2 separate regions of the Rattus norvegicus genome follow, and region 2 is linked to region 1. A link is a contact called in public Hi-C data. All regions are on one chromosome and are shown on one strand. Each heading gives the region's core, a stretch centred on a gene start, on an enhancer-like site or on the middle of the called end of the contact. The rest is flanking DNA. Distances are from core to core; before and after follow the strand shown.

Region 1 (6,226 bases), core at 2,056-4,555:
TGTTTTCCTAGATGGTCATCAGTTTCTTTTATCCACAGAGTACATCCAGGGCTTTCTATCCAGATGTTTGAAGATTCATATCTAAAAATGTTAAGGCTTACAAACACAAATGCCACAAACACACATTAAATGAAGAAATTCAGGTCCTATTTTAAAGTATGTTACATGAAAGGATAGTGTTAGACTATCCAAGGGCACAGACAATTCTCTCTTGGTCTCTGTCTCTGTCTCTGTCTCTGTCTCTGTTTCTCTCCCTCCCTCCCTCCCTTCCTATCTTTTTTTATTGGATTTTTATATTTACATTTCAAATGTTATCCCCTTTCCCAGTTTCCCATCCATAAACCCCTATTCCCCTCTCCCTCCCCTTTCTTCTATGAGGGTGCTTCCCCTCCCCACCCACCCCTTCCCACCTCCCCACCCTGATATTACCTACACTGGGGGATCCAGCATTGGCAGGACCAAGGGCTTCTCCTCCCATTGGGCTCCCTCCTTCTTGAGTCTGTCTCCAGTTGTTCTCTCTCTCTCTCTCTCTCTCTCTCTCTCTCTCTCTCTCTCTCTCTGTATGTATGTATGTGTGTGCATATGTGTGTGTATGTACAATTATTATTTTAATGAAACCTAGGTGAGTGTTAAGACTTAGCTTTCCCTGCTTTTTTATTTTTCTAACTGGTGGAGAAAAACAATCTTTTGCAACTTTAGATAAACTCATTACAGTGCTATTAAAACCATTTAACACTGGAAAGAGACACGTAGAACAAAACCTACAATGTCAGCATGGAGGCTTCAAGATAATGAATCAGTCTAACTTCTTTGACCCTTCCAGTCTACCCTTCCCCTTCTGCACTCAAGGTCAGGATGCCCTTTATTAGTCCTCAGTGTTGCACTGCTCTAGCTACAGCCGTTAGAGCCTCTCCACTTTGTGTCTCACAGATTCTCTTCCCTTTATAAAGGCTGGGTGCTCTTGTCCATAGCAAGTGTATGTGAGAAAGGACTGGAGTGGGAGAACCCTGTGTACTGAAACTGCCCAAGACTCTTCCCCTAGAGTTGTGCCTCTACTATTGTATATGCCCAAACAGAAGGGACTGAACCACTGTCATCACAGTCCAAATTTTCACATGGCACTTGGAAATGGAAATGTCTCTATGTTAAATTTCAGGCAACTGTTGTTTTGTTTTATCCAACGAATAAAGTGGGAGCTTTCTACATATCATTTACTTCTAAATGCTGTGAAGTCTACAGTGAGCAAAAGCATGCAAGTTCATGACCATAATTGAAACTGTAATCCTGTGTGTGGGGGGTAACAGACAATTGACAAATATGCCAACAGTTTTTACAATGTTAGTGCCAAGAGAAATGAACTGGAATATGAAGATAAAATAGGGATATTATTTTTCTAGGTAGGAGTTCAGGGAAGGCTTTTCCGAAGAGTTAGACCAAAGGAAAAATATCTGTACTCTAAAGCTATTTGTAGGCTATATCAATGTGCAGTAGAGATCTGCAAATGCAAAAATCCAGATGTAGTTGTGTGTTTGAGGGTGAAAAACAAAGCAGTATATGTGCATAGAGCTGGGTCAAGAACTCATCCACACAGATGAGGTTAGAGGTAGCCAAGGGCAGGTCAGTTAGGATTTGGGTCCAGCCAATGAAAAGACTGGATTGAATTTAAAATATACTGGGAAGCTCTGATTGTGTTTTAGAGCACGTTATATTTATATATTTGGGATACATAAACACCACACACACACACACACACACACACACACACACACACACACACATGAATATATGTATGTAACAACAATTAAAGAAATAGAGGTCATGAATTTGAGAGTAAGCGGTGGCTGGGGGGGGAGGAGGAGGTGCATGGGAATGTTTGAAGCGGGGGAGAGAAAGGGGAGAATGATATAATTATACTCTAATTTCAAGCACAGAAATCTTTGAAATGAAAAGGGAAGCAGTGACATCGACTCTGACGTATCCTGTTGAGGATACAGACTTTTCCCACTTCTGTGATTTTGTGATCCTAGTGTATGTAATTGAGACAGGTGGATTTTTTTCCTCTTTAAGTTTTCTTTTGATTTTTATCTCCATATCTCCATATCTCCTTATGGAAAAGAGTTTATATAGACATTCATTATGCCAAAAGCCAGAATCAACATTTCTGGAGATTATAGAAAATTTCAGAGAGGGCACAGGGCAGTTTTAGTTCTTTTGGTTTCATATTGCAGAGTTCTACTTAGACTGCTCCAGCCAACTTCTTTGGTTTTTAAAAATTAATTATTAACTAAAATAGAAAAAGCTCAAGGATGATACATCTGGGCCTCAGGAAGCATAGTTGCTGTAAGGTTCAGCAGACATTGCGTGGTTCCTTTTCTGCAGTGTCCCATTATTGAGATCAAGACACTCTGGGTCCTCGATTCAAATACCCAGATTACTGGGTGAAAGAAGGTGAGAGGCTCAGTTTACTCTAGGTGTCCTCAAGGGAGCAAACGCAGCAGAAGTATGCCTGCATGGAGAGGTCTGTGTGTCAAGAGAACAGGTCTTGATGGAAGGCTGCAATGGCAACATTTTGTGGAACGGTCGGGAGGACACTCACCGCATCATTTTGCTTGGTGAAACACTTTGCTAATAGTAGCCAGAGGCCTAAGCCAGGGGCTTCTGGGTATGAGCCCTGCATCTGCTGTCTTCAGCCTGAAAGTCGATCTCTCAGGCACTTTGGTTGCAGAGTCCTTCCAAGCAGGAACTGGTTTTATCTCAGTTTTGCAACTCTTCACACGAAGTAGAAGAGAATATTTATGGTGTTTAATTTTGCTTCAGGCTCTGTTCTTCATGATCCTGAGGCTGTCCTGCAATGATCTAAAATTACAGGTTCTGTTTTGCATTCTTAAAAGATTTCCTGATAACTTGGCAGGCGGATACAACTTTATTGTGAAGAAAATTTCCCTTGTGTTCACATGCAATGGTGTGCCAAGTGCATGGAGTTTGGAGTTAGGAAACCATATTAATTTTAGCATCTGGGAGGGTTGGAGTTAGAGACTGTGACTTGTGAGTGGGAGGTTCTGGGGATCAGCACCTACAGAGACTAAGGGAATCTTAGGGGAGAAGCTAAACTTCCTTATAACTTCAATAAGGCCTTCAGTTGCAAGGGCTTTGCCTGGGAAGGGTTGGGTAGGGAAAAGAAGGATCTGGTTTTCTCAGGAATTTGTTTTGAAAACTTCAAATTTCGCCGTGCTCTACATACTAGCTTATGTGTGGGCAAATCCCCCAATTCCTGTGAGTCACGGTGTTCTCGTTTCCAAAAATGCTGAGCCAAACTAGATCATCAAACTTCATTTAAAATGTGGCTCTAAATAAGCAGTGTTGTGAGCCTGCCAAACATCTACTGAGCTCCTTCCCTTACTTCTCTGTGTAGCTTTGAGAGATCGCTGCTTCCGGTTAGCTTTCTTGAGGGGAAGAAATGTCCTTGGAGAGGTAAAGGTAGTTTGAGGTATATAGAGAAGATATACAGGCTTGGCTTTTCTCATGTTAAGTCTTTAGTTTGAGGTTTTTCTTTCTTTCTTTTCTTTTATATATATATATATATATATATATATATATATATATATATATTTTTTTTTTTTTTAACTTGAGTATTTCTTATTTACATTTCGAGTGTTATTCGCTTTCCTGGTTTCCGGGCAAACATCCCCCTAATCCCTCCCCCCCCTTCTTTATGGGTGTTCCCCTCCCCATCCTCCCCCCATTGCCGCCCTCCCCCCATAGACTAGTTCACTGGGGGTTCAGTCTTAGCAGGACCCAGGGCTTCCCCTTCCACTGGTGCTCTTACTAGGATATTCATTGCTACCTATGAGGTCAGAGTCCAGGGTCAGTCCATGTATAGTCTTTAGGTAGTGGCTTAGTCCCTGGAAGCTCTGGTTGCTTGGCATTGTTGTTCATAAGGGGTCTCGAGCCCCTTCAAGCTCTTCCAGTTCTTTCTCTGATTCCTTCAACGGGGATCCTGTTCTCAGTTCAGTGGTTTGCTGCTGGCATTCGCCTCTGTATTTGCTGTATTCTGGCTGTGTCTCTCAGGAGCGATCTACATCCGGCTCCTGTCTGCCTGCACTTCTTTGCTTCATCCATCTTGTCTAATTGGATGGCTGTATATGTATGGGCCACATGTGGGGCAGGCTCTGAATGGCTATTCCTTCTGTGTCTGTTTTAATCTTTGCCTTTCTATTCCCTGCCAAGGGTATTCTTGTTCCCCTTTTAAAGAAGGAGCGAAGCATTCATATTTTGATCATCCGTCTTGAGTTTCATTTGTTCAGAAATCACATTGATTGTGCTGGTAGCAGTGAGAAAATGAGTAATTTATATGGTAATTATAAATTTGAATTAAAAATTGCGACGACTAAGTTAATAAAATGTAGTTTCTACAATTCCTAAAGGTCTCCATGGTAGGCCCGAAACCCAGAAAATTCTAGAGGGAAGAGTAGGTCATACTTTTGAAGATAGAGGAATAGGTAAAGGTTAGAAATGTTCCTTGGGGCAATTCCAATCTCCATTTGTCAGGAGAACCTACAACTTTATTAAGCCAGTATAATTTCTAACCACATTCTAAATATTTATCTTTAAACACACAGATAACTGTGGTACTCATTCATCATCAAAGAAACTTTGCTTTGTGACAAATTGTGACCATTACAGAAAACCCCAACCAATCAGGACCCTAGTCACTCAGAAAATAAAATAAGACCAACAGTTGGACCTTATGAAATAATAAAACCTCTATAGAGCAAACCATTAAGTGAAGAGGCAGCCTTCAGTATGGGACAATCTCTACTGGAAGATCAGTGTATAAAATATACTAAGAGTTAAAAGAAATAAGGATACAAACCAAACAACTCTATTAAAAAATGAACTGTTGAACTGAACGGAGTTCTCAGAAGAGGAAATACAAATGGCCAATAAATATTTTAGTAAGTGTTTAATATTCCGAGCCATCAGGGAACTGCAAATCACAATTGTTTGATGGTTTATTTTGCCCTAGTTAGAATTAAGAAACCAAACGACAACAAATGCCGTTATGGACCTGGGGGAAGGAAAACATTTGTTCACTGATGGTGGAAGTGTGAACTGGTCTAACTGCTGTAGAAATCAGTGTGGAAGTCCCCCAGAAAGCTAAAAGTACCTATTCCACTTCAGGACATACACAGCAAAGACTATATCCTAATACAAAGATACATGGAGATCCATCTTTATTGCTACTGTATTTATAATAGCCATGACATAGAACCAGCCTAGATGTCCATCAACTGATAAGACGGATAAGAAAAATGCTGTCCATATATGGAAAGCTATTTTATTCAGCTGTGAAGAAAATGGAATTATAAAAATATCAGGAAAATGGATGGAATTGGAAAATATTATGTAATGTTGAGTAATCCAGGCTCAGAAAGACAAACATCAAGTGTTCTTTCTCACACGTAGAACTTAACAATCAATTCTTAGAGTAGTTGAACAATCTGGAGTGCCTGTAGAAGCCATGAGGAAAGGGGAGGAAAAGTTCTTAAGAGAGAGGGGGTGTCAGAACACTTTAGGCTTCCATTTTTCAAAACCTACTTTTAATAAGGGTTCTGAAATGATTCAACCCCCCTTCTAGGTTGGACCTACCATCCAAAGGTAGGGGAGAAATGGTGGTGTGATGGTTTGTAGATGCTTGGTCTAGGGCATGGCACTGTTAGGAGTTGTGGCCTTGTGGGAGTAGGTATGTCACTGTGGGTGTGGACTTTAATACACTCACTCTAGTTGCCTGGAAGCCAGTCTTCTTCTAGCTACCTTCAAAACAAGAGGTGGATCTCTGAGCTCCTCTAGACCCATGTCTGCCTGTATGCTGTCATGATGCTACCTTGATGATAATGGACTGAACCTCTGAAACTGTAAGCCAGTCCCAGTTAAATGTTCTTCATAAGAGTTGCCTTGGCCATGGTGTCTGTTCACATCAGTAAAAACATAACTAAGACAGATGGTAAAAAGGACAAGGGGATGTGGACCTGTTTAGAAATGTTCCTTGGGGCAATTCCAATCTCCATTTGTCAGGAGAACCTACAAGTTTACTAAGCCAGTATAATCTCTAACTACATTCTAAATATTTATCTTTAAACACACAGATAACTGTGGTACTCATCCTTCATCAAAGAAACTTTGCTTTGTGACAAATTGTGACCATTACAGAAAAACCACAACCAAT
Region 2 (5,981 bases), core at 1,537-4,036, 260 kb after region 1:
GGTCAGTGTGCAGAGTCCCTCTCACTGGATAATTAAAGTGACAGTTTTGAAAAGACATCCAAATCCAAAGCTAGTTTTCTTTGACTATGACAGCCTCAATTACAGTGATCAAAACCATTTTAATTAGTAGGGGATGTTTTTGTATAAATCTTTTTAAATCATTGTGAAGCTATACATTTTACTTAGAATAAGTGATGCTGCTTTTAGCTAGTTTTGAATGTTGTATTTTTGACGGTGAAATAAACACAATGATGCCTAAAGGTAAATTATCTTTGGAGAGAAAAGTAAAGTAGGAATTTTGGCATCATATCGATTGTAGAATCATGGTAAGCCTCTTAACATTTTCCCCCTTTCATTTCTCCTGCTGCATCCACGTGTAAGTATAGAATGGGATAATTGGGCTAATTTGTGTTGTGTATGTGCTTAAATATATGCCAGGATATTTACAGACAGTTTGTACTACCTAAATTGTAGCAATGATCATGTTAGAAGTGACTGATTTTTGCCACATAATGAAAGAAAAGATATAATCATCCTGTCAATGTGATTTATTCAGAATAATTAATGTTAGAATAATTTTCTCTATCTTATCAATGCACACTACCACTTAACCGTATTAAAATGGAGTTTTAGCAACAATCTTCTATCATAAATTTTGCTTTTCAGATAAAATCGTTTTTAAGTCTTTATTAAACATTAATGTACAGAATAAGAAATTTTATTTAAATGAAGAGGAAACAAATCCCCTTGGTGCTTGACTGGAAATTTGGTAAAATTCATATCCATATATTAGAGTTTAAAACGTAGCTCTAGGGTTTTTCCCCCTTGAGATGTTTTGATTTCTTAATGAATCCTAATATGTAAGACCAGAAAACTGCTACAGATACAGAATAAGCCAAACATAAGTGGTGTTCCATTTTAAAGACTAGGCTATTATTTTTCTTTGATAAACAAAACTTAATTTCACAGGTGAAGACAGTTTGCTATTATCAAGCATTTATAGTGGTTTAATGTAATGGATGAGTATATGGGTGATCTTAACAGTGCAATCTGACCAAAAATCATGGCACACGTGTGAGAAGGAAAAACTACACAGGGCCTAATGCCATGCACTCTTCTTCAGGTTCTTTTTTCGTTTTTCTTTTCTTTGAAATGTAATAGATAACAACTGAATAAGTCAACGAAAAGTAGGTCCCTTGGAAAGGTAAAAAATCATAGAGACAGTATTAATAGATGTGCATTATGTGTAATATATATTATGAACAATGCAAAAGACTATTGGCAAAACATGTGAAGGAAGGAAGATATGCAGTATAGATGCTGAGTTTGTAGACAGAATCCACATTTTCATTGACGTGTGACATCTGAGGAAAGATCGTGAGGCCATTAGGAAGTTCACAGGGGGAAATGCTAGAAAACAAGCGTTTGGATAGCTCATCCAAACTGTGCTCAAGCCTTGAGGTGTAAGATCTCTCCTGAGAGACACAGCCAGAATACAGCAAATACATAGGCGAATGCCAGCAGCAAACCACTGAACTGAGAATGGGACCCCCGTTGAAGGAATCAGAGAAAGGACTGGAAGAGCTTGAAGGGGCTTGAGACCCCATATGAACAACAATGCCAAGCAACCAGAGCTTCCAGGGACTAAGCCACTACCTAAAGACTATACATGGACTGACCCTGGGCTCCAACCTCATAGGTAGCAATGAATAGCCTAGTAAGAGCACCAGTGGAAGGGGAAGCCCTTGGTCCTGCCAAGACTGAACCCCCAGTGAACGTGATTGTTGGGGGGAGGGCGGTAATGGGGGGAGGATGGGGAGGGGAAGCTAGTATAGAAGGGGAGGGGGAGGGCTTAGGGGGATGTTGACTGGAAACCAGGAAGGGGAATAACAATCGGAATGTAAATAAGAAATATTCAAGTTAATAAAGATAAAAAAAAAAGAGTAAACATGAAGATCGCCATTGTACGAGCAGAGTATATAACACAGTGAAGTCTTGGAAAACTCAAGTGGGAAAAGTAGAATAATGTAGGATCCTAAGTCAAACCATATGGAATTCTGACTATTGTAAAGAGTTAAGACTGTTGACTTGATAAGCGAAACAATCTTTTTTACAAAGGATTTCTGGAGCGGTTGTGTGGATAGTAAATGATCTAGTCTGTAGGGGAAAAAAGAAAGAAAAGAAAGAAACAAAGAACTATGTATAGGGAGATAATGGGTATTTTAGAGGTTTTCTATATTTCATGTGAAGGATGATGTTGATTAGAACTGGGTAGTAGTTCTACTTGGAAATTGGATTCTGGATATCATAAAATGTAGATTCTATAGGATTAATTTACAGAATATTTGTGAAGTAGAAATGTGCTCTCTCTCTCTCTCTCTCTCTCTCTCTTTCTCCTTCCCTCCCTCTCTCTCTCTCTTTCTCTCTCTCTCCATGTGTGTGTGTGTGTGTGTGTGTGTGTGTGTGTGTGTGTGTGTGTGTTGAATAATGGATGAGTTGCCAAATATTTATTTGGAAAATAATGGGAAGATAAGTGTGAGGTGACAATATTCAATGACTGATTTTCAGTAGTACCCATTTGAGTTGATAGCTGGTAGTTGGATACAGGAGCATGGATTTCAGGAAAGGTGTCTATATTGGTGATATAGACTATGTCTTCTAGACACATGACAGTGAAATTCTCTAAGCGGTGTCATGAAGGAGGCCATTGTTGCAGAGGAACTGCACAAGCTGTTCCCAGTGTTCTCCAAAGTGTCATGTTGGTAGGAGGTCTGCGTAGGTGAGAAGTATCAGGTATCAGTCTTCTGGAAAGAGGTAGCTGTGACTCATACTGTCAGCACCCACAGACTCACCAGAAGGCTTTGCCATTTTCTCCCAAGTGAATGTCACATGGGGGAGGCTTTGCTGTTTCCCTGGGTTTGAAGCACTGGGATCCTTAATTACCAACACACATTCACAATCTTCTCCCCACACTGAGAAAATAGTGGAGGGTAGAGAAATCAAAGGCTAGGGTATTTGATCAGAGAAAGTTATGAGTGAATTACTGAAACTACCAACTGTTATGGCGTGAGTAGTATTGAAAAAATGACAGTGAGGCATGAATTAATTTCTTCAATGAACAAGGGGATGCATTGCTGGGAGTTGAAGGAAGATGGAACAAACTGTAATGGCGGGTGGCAGTCAACTAATAGCAAGAGTTTCAACTATGAGAATGGTGTTTAAACAAAACGAGGAGCTGGAAGGCAAACAGTTTTTCTGGGCTTAGGAGGAAGTGGGCCCTTAATGAAAAGCCTGAGCAGAGATGGCTTCATCATCTTCTGGGGAAAGAGTAACAGGCAAATAGATGTGCAGGAGATCTTGAGGATACAGATATATTTTGTGCCTAGATCCATATGCTTTGTTGGAATTCTTTCTGTCCTTTCTGTTTTGTGTGGGAAGATGGCTCATTTCTTCCTCAAATGCCTGCCTGAGCATCTTTCCCTAGTACCTTCAGGGACATGTTTTTCATTTGAGCTCTTTGCTAAATTAGGACACTTGATATTTACATATTTTTGACTCTAAGCTAGAGACATTTATTTCTTTTATACACAAAGTCAATGGGACTAAAATGTTTTAAATAATGTGGACAAAATATCATTTACCATAAAGAGATCATTTATATCACTTGGGTTACAGGATTAAAAATTCTTAATTTAGTTCTGGAAAAAAGATCATTTAAGAACTATTGCCTTAGCAAACCACTGAACTGAGAACAGGACCCCCGTTGAAGGAATCAGAGAAAGAACTGGAAGAGCTTGAAGGGGCTCGAGACCCCATATGAACAAACAATGCCAAGCAACCAGAGCTTCCAAGGACTAAGCCACTACCTAAAGAAAGACTATACATGGACTGACCCTGGACTCTGATCTCATAGGTAGCAATGAATATCCTAGTAAGATCACCAGTGTAAGGGGAAGCCCTTGGTCCTGCTAAGACTGAACCCCCAGTCAACGTGATTGTTGGGGGGAGGGCGGCAATGGGGGGTGGGTGGGGAGGGGAACACCCATAAAGAAAGGGGAGAGAGAGGGGCTAGGGGGATGTTTGCCCAGAAACCGGGAAAGGGAATAACACTCGAAATGTAAATAAGAAATACTCAAGTTAATTAAAAAAAAAAAGAAGAACTATTGCCTTATCTGTTGTATGATGCTGTTTCTTCAATGACGGCCATTAACAATACTCCCAACAAAAATGTATGTCCCAAAAGGACATAAGAACTCAGACTGCAATGACACACATAATTATTCATATATAAGTGTCATTAATTAAATAATGTGTAATAAATAGTACTTTCAGTGGAGAGAATGGCAGAAGAGGTTGCCTGTGGCATCAGCTGTTGCTTCTTCCTTCTGGACACTCATCCCCTGATGACTGAGAATAACCCACATTTATTTGTATTTGGAAAGGTATATATCCAAGATTTTTTAAAGACACATGTTGTCCTCATTATGGAATTCCTATAATTTTCATGGCTAAAAATTTCTCCAAGGCTTCAAAGTTCATAATGTATTTTCTTCACAAGACTTCTTTAGAATAGATATTCTTACTACTTTCCACCCCAGTCAAATGAAAGTCTACTTTTCTGATTCCAAAAATTGCTTTTTCTTTGCTTTTGCCTAGGTCATGAGAAAAGGTTTTATCCATGGAACAAAACAAAATTTTATGTTTCTGAGTGTTTTGTTCACATGCATGTTTGTTACTATGCATTCCCTGTAGCCAAGGAAGTCAGAGGAAGGTATCAGATCTCTTGACCTGGAGTTATAGACAATTGTAAGTGACCTTATAGATCCTGAGAACCAAACCTGGGTCCTCTGCATGACAAATTGCTCTTAACTGCTGAACCATCTCTCCAGCCTCCATGCTTTAGCAACTGTTAAAAATGAATTTGTATGTAATACTTAAAGAAATTTTAATCTATAAACCTATTAATTATATATTTGCACTTAAGACATTATCACCAGATTAGAAATTTAAATCAATAGAATTTACTATTACACAACTCATGCAGATCAGAAATCTATGTGTGGCTTTGCTGGTCCTCTGTTTTGGGTCTTCCACAGTCTTGTGAGTCATTACCTTAAGCTGGACTGTGGAGGATCTTTTAAATTCAATCTGTGGCTATTGTGCGCCTTAAGTTTCTCACTTGCTGTGGACTGGATCTCTCCTTAGTTATGTGGGGTTTTCCAAAATAGTGACCGTTTAAAAATGTTCACATTTACCGAGCAAGCGAGAGAGAGTCCACCAAGATACACGCCATAGTCTTTTCCCAAGGACTAAACCACCTCCCAAGGAGTACACATGGACAAACTCATGGCTCTAGCTGCATATGTAACAGAGGATGGCCTTTTTGGACACCAATGGGAGGAGAAGTCCTTGGTCTTGACAAGGCTGGACTCCCCAATGTAGAGGAATGTCACGGAGGGGAAGTAGGAATGGACAGGTGGTTGGGTGGGGGAACTCCCTCATACAAGAAGGGAGGGGGAATGGGATAGGGGGTTTATTGATGGGAAACTGGGAAAGGGGATGACATTTGAAATGTAAATAAAAAATATCCGATAAAAAATAGCTTATTCATAGAAGTGATATCTCTTCATTTTTACTGTCTTCTGTTCCCTAGAGTGAAGTCTCAGGGCCCAGTACACCCTTAAGAGGAAAAAATGACACATAGGCAGCAGGGTCTGAAGGCAGAGATCATTGAGAATTATCCTTAAATGCTGTCTACCATAAACAATTAAGTATTTGTCTTGGATATTTTAATTAAAAAGTATACGGAATTAAAATATATTAAAATATATGGATAAAAATAATTAAATAGTCAAAGAAAACCAGTAATAGCTTTATATATACATATTATAAAAATCTAGAAAGTAACATGCATTGCACACGTTTATGAAGTAATGTTATGGCTAAGTGAATGGCAGTGTATTAGCTAAGGTTACATGTTC

Evidence for each region. Hi-C and Micro-C count contacts between places; a contact is called where the count stands out from the background.
Region 2: a Hi-C map of frontal cortex shows a contact between it and region 1, with 2.0 times the contacts expected there. The contact joins two enhancer-like sites. A contact is called at or near these places in 2 of 12 Hi-C or Micro-C datasets (frontal cortex and kidney).

Annotation. Positions count from the first base shown.
Region 1 is chr4:27,080,651-27,086,876 of GRCr8, forward strand. No RefSeq gene overlaps it. Among named protein-coding and RNA genes, the nearest start is that of Steap4, 29 kb to the left of the region's middle. Within about 2 kb of position 3,306, at least 10 of the 93 cell types and tissues checked have an H3K27ac peak or open chromatin away from gene starts, as enhancers often do.
Region 2 is chr4:27,339,360-27,345,340 of GRCr8, forward strand. No RefSeq gene overlaps it. Among named protein-coding and RNA genes, the nearest start is that of Zfp804b, 220 kb to the right of the region's middle. Within about 2 kb of position 2,787, at least 4 of the 93 cell types and tissues checked have an H3K27ac peak or open chromatin away from gene starts, as enhancers often do.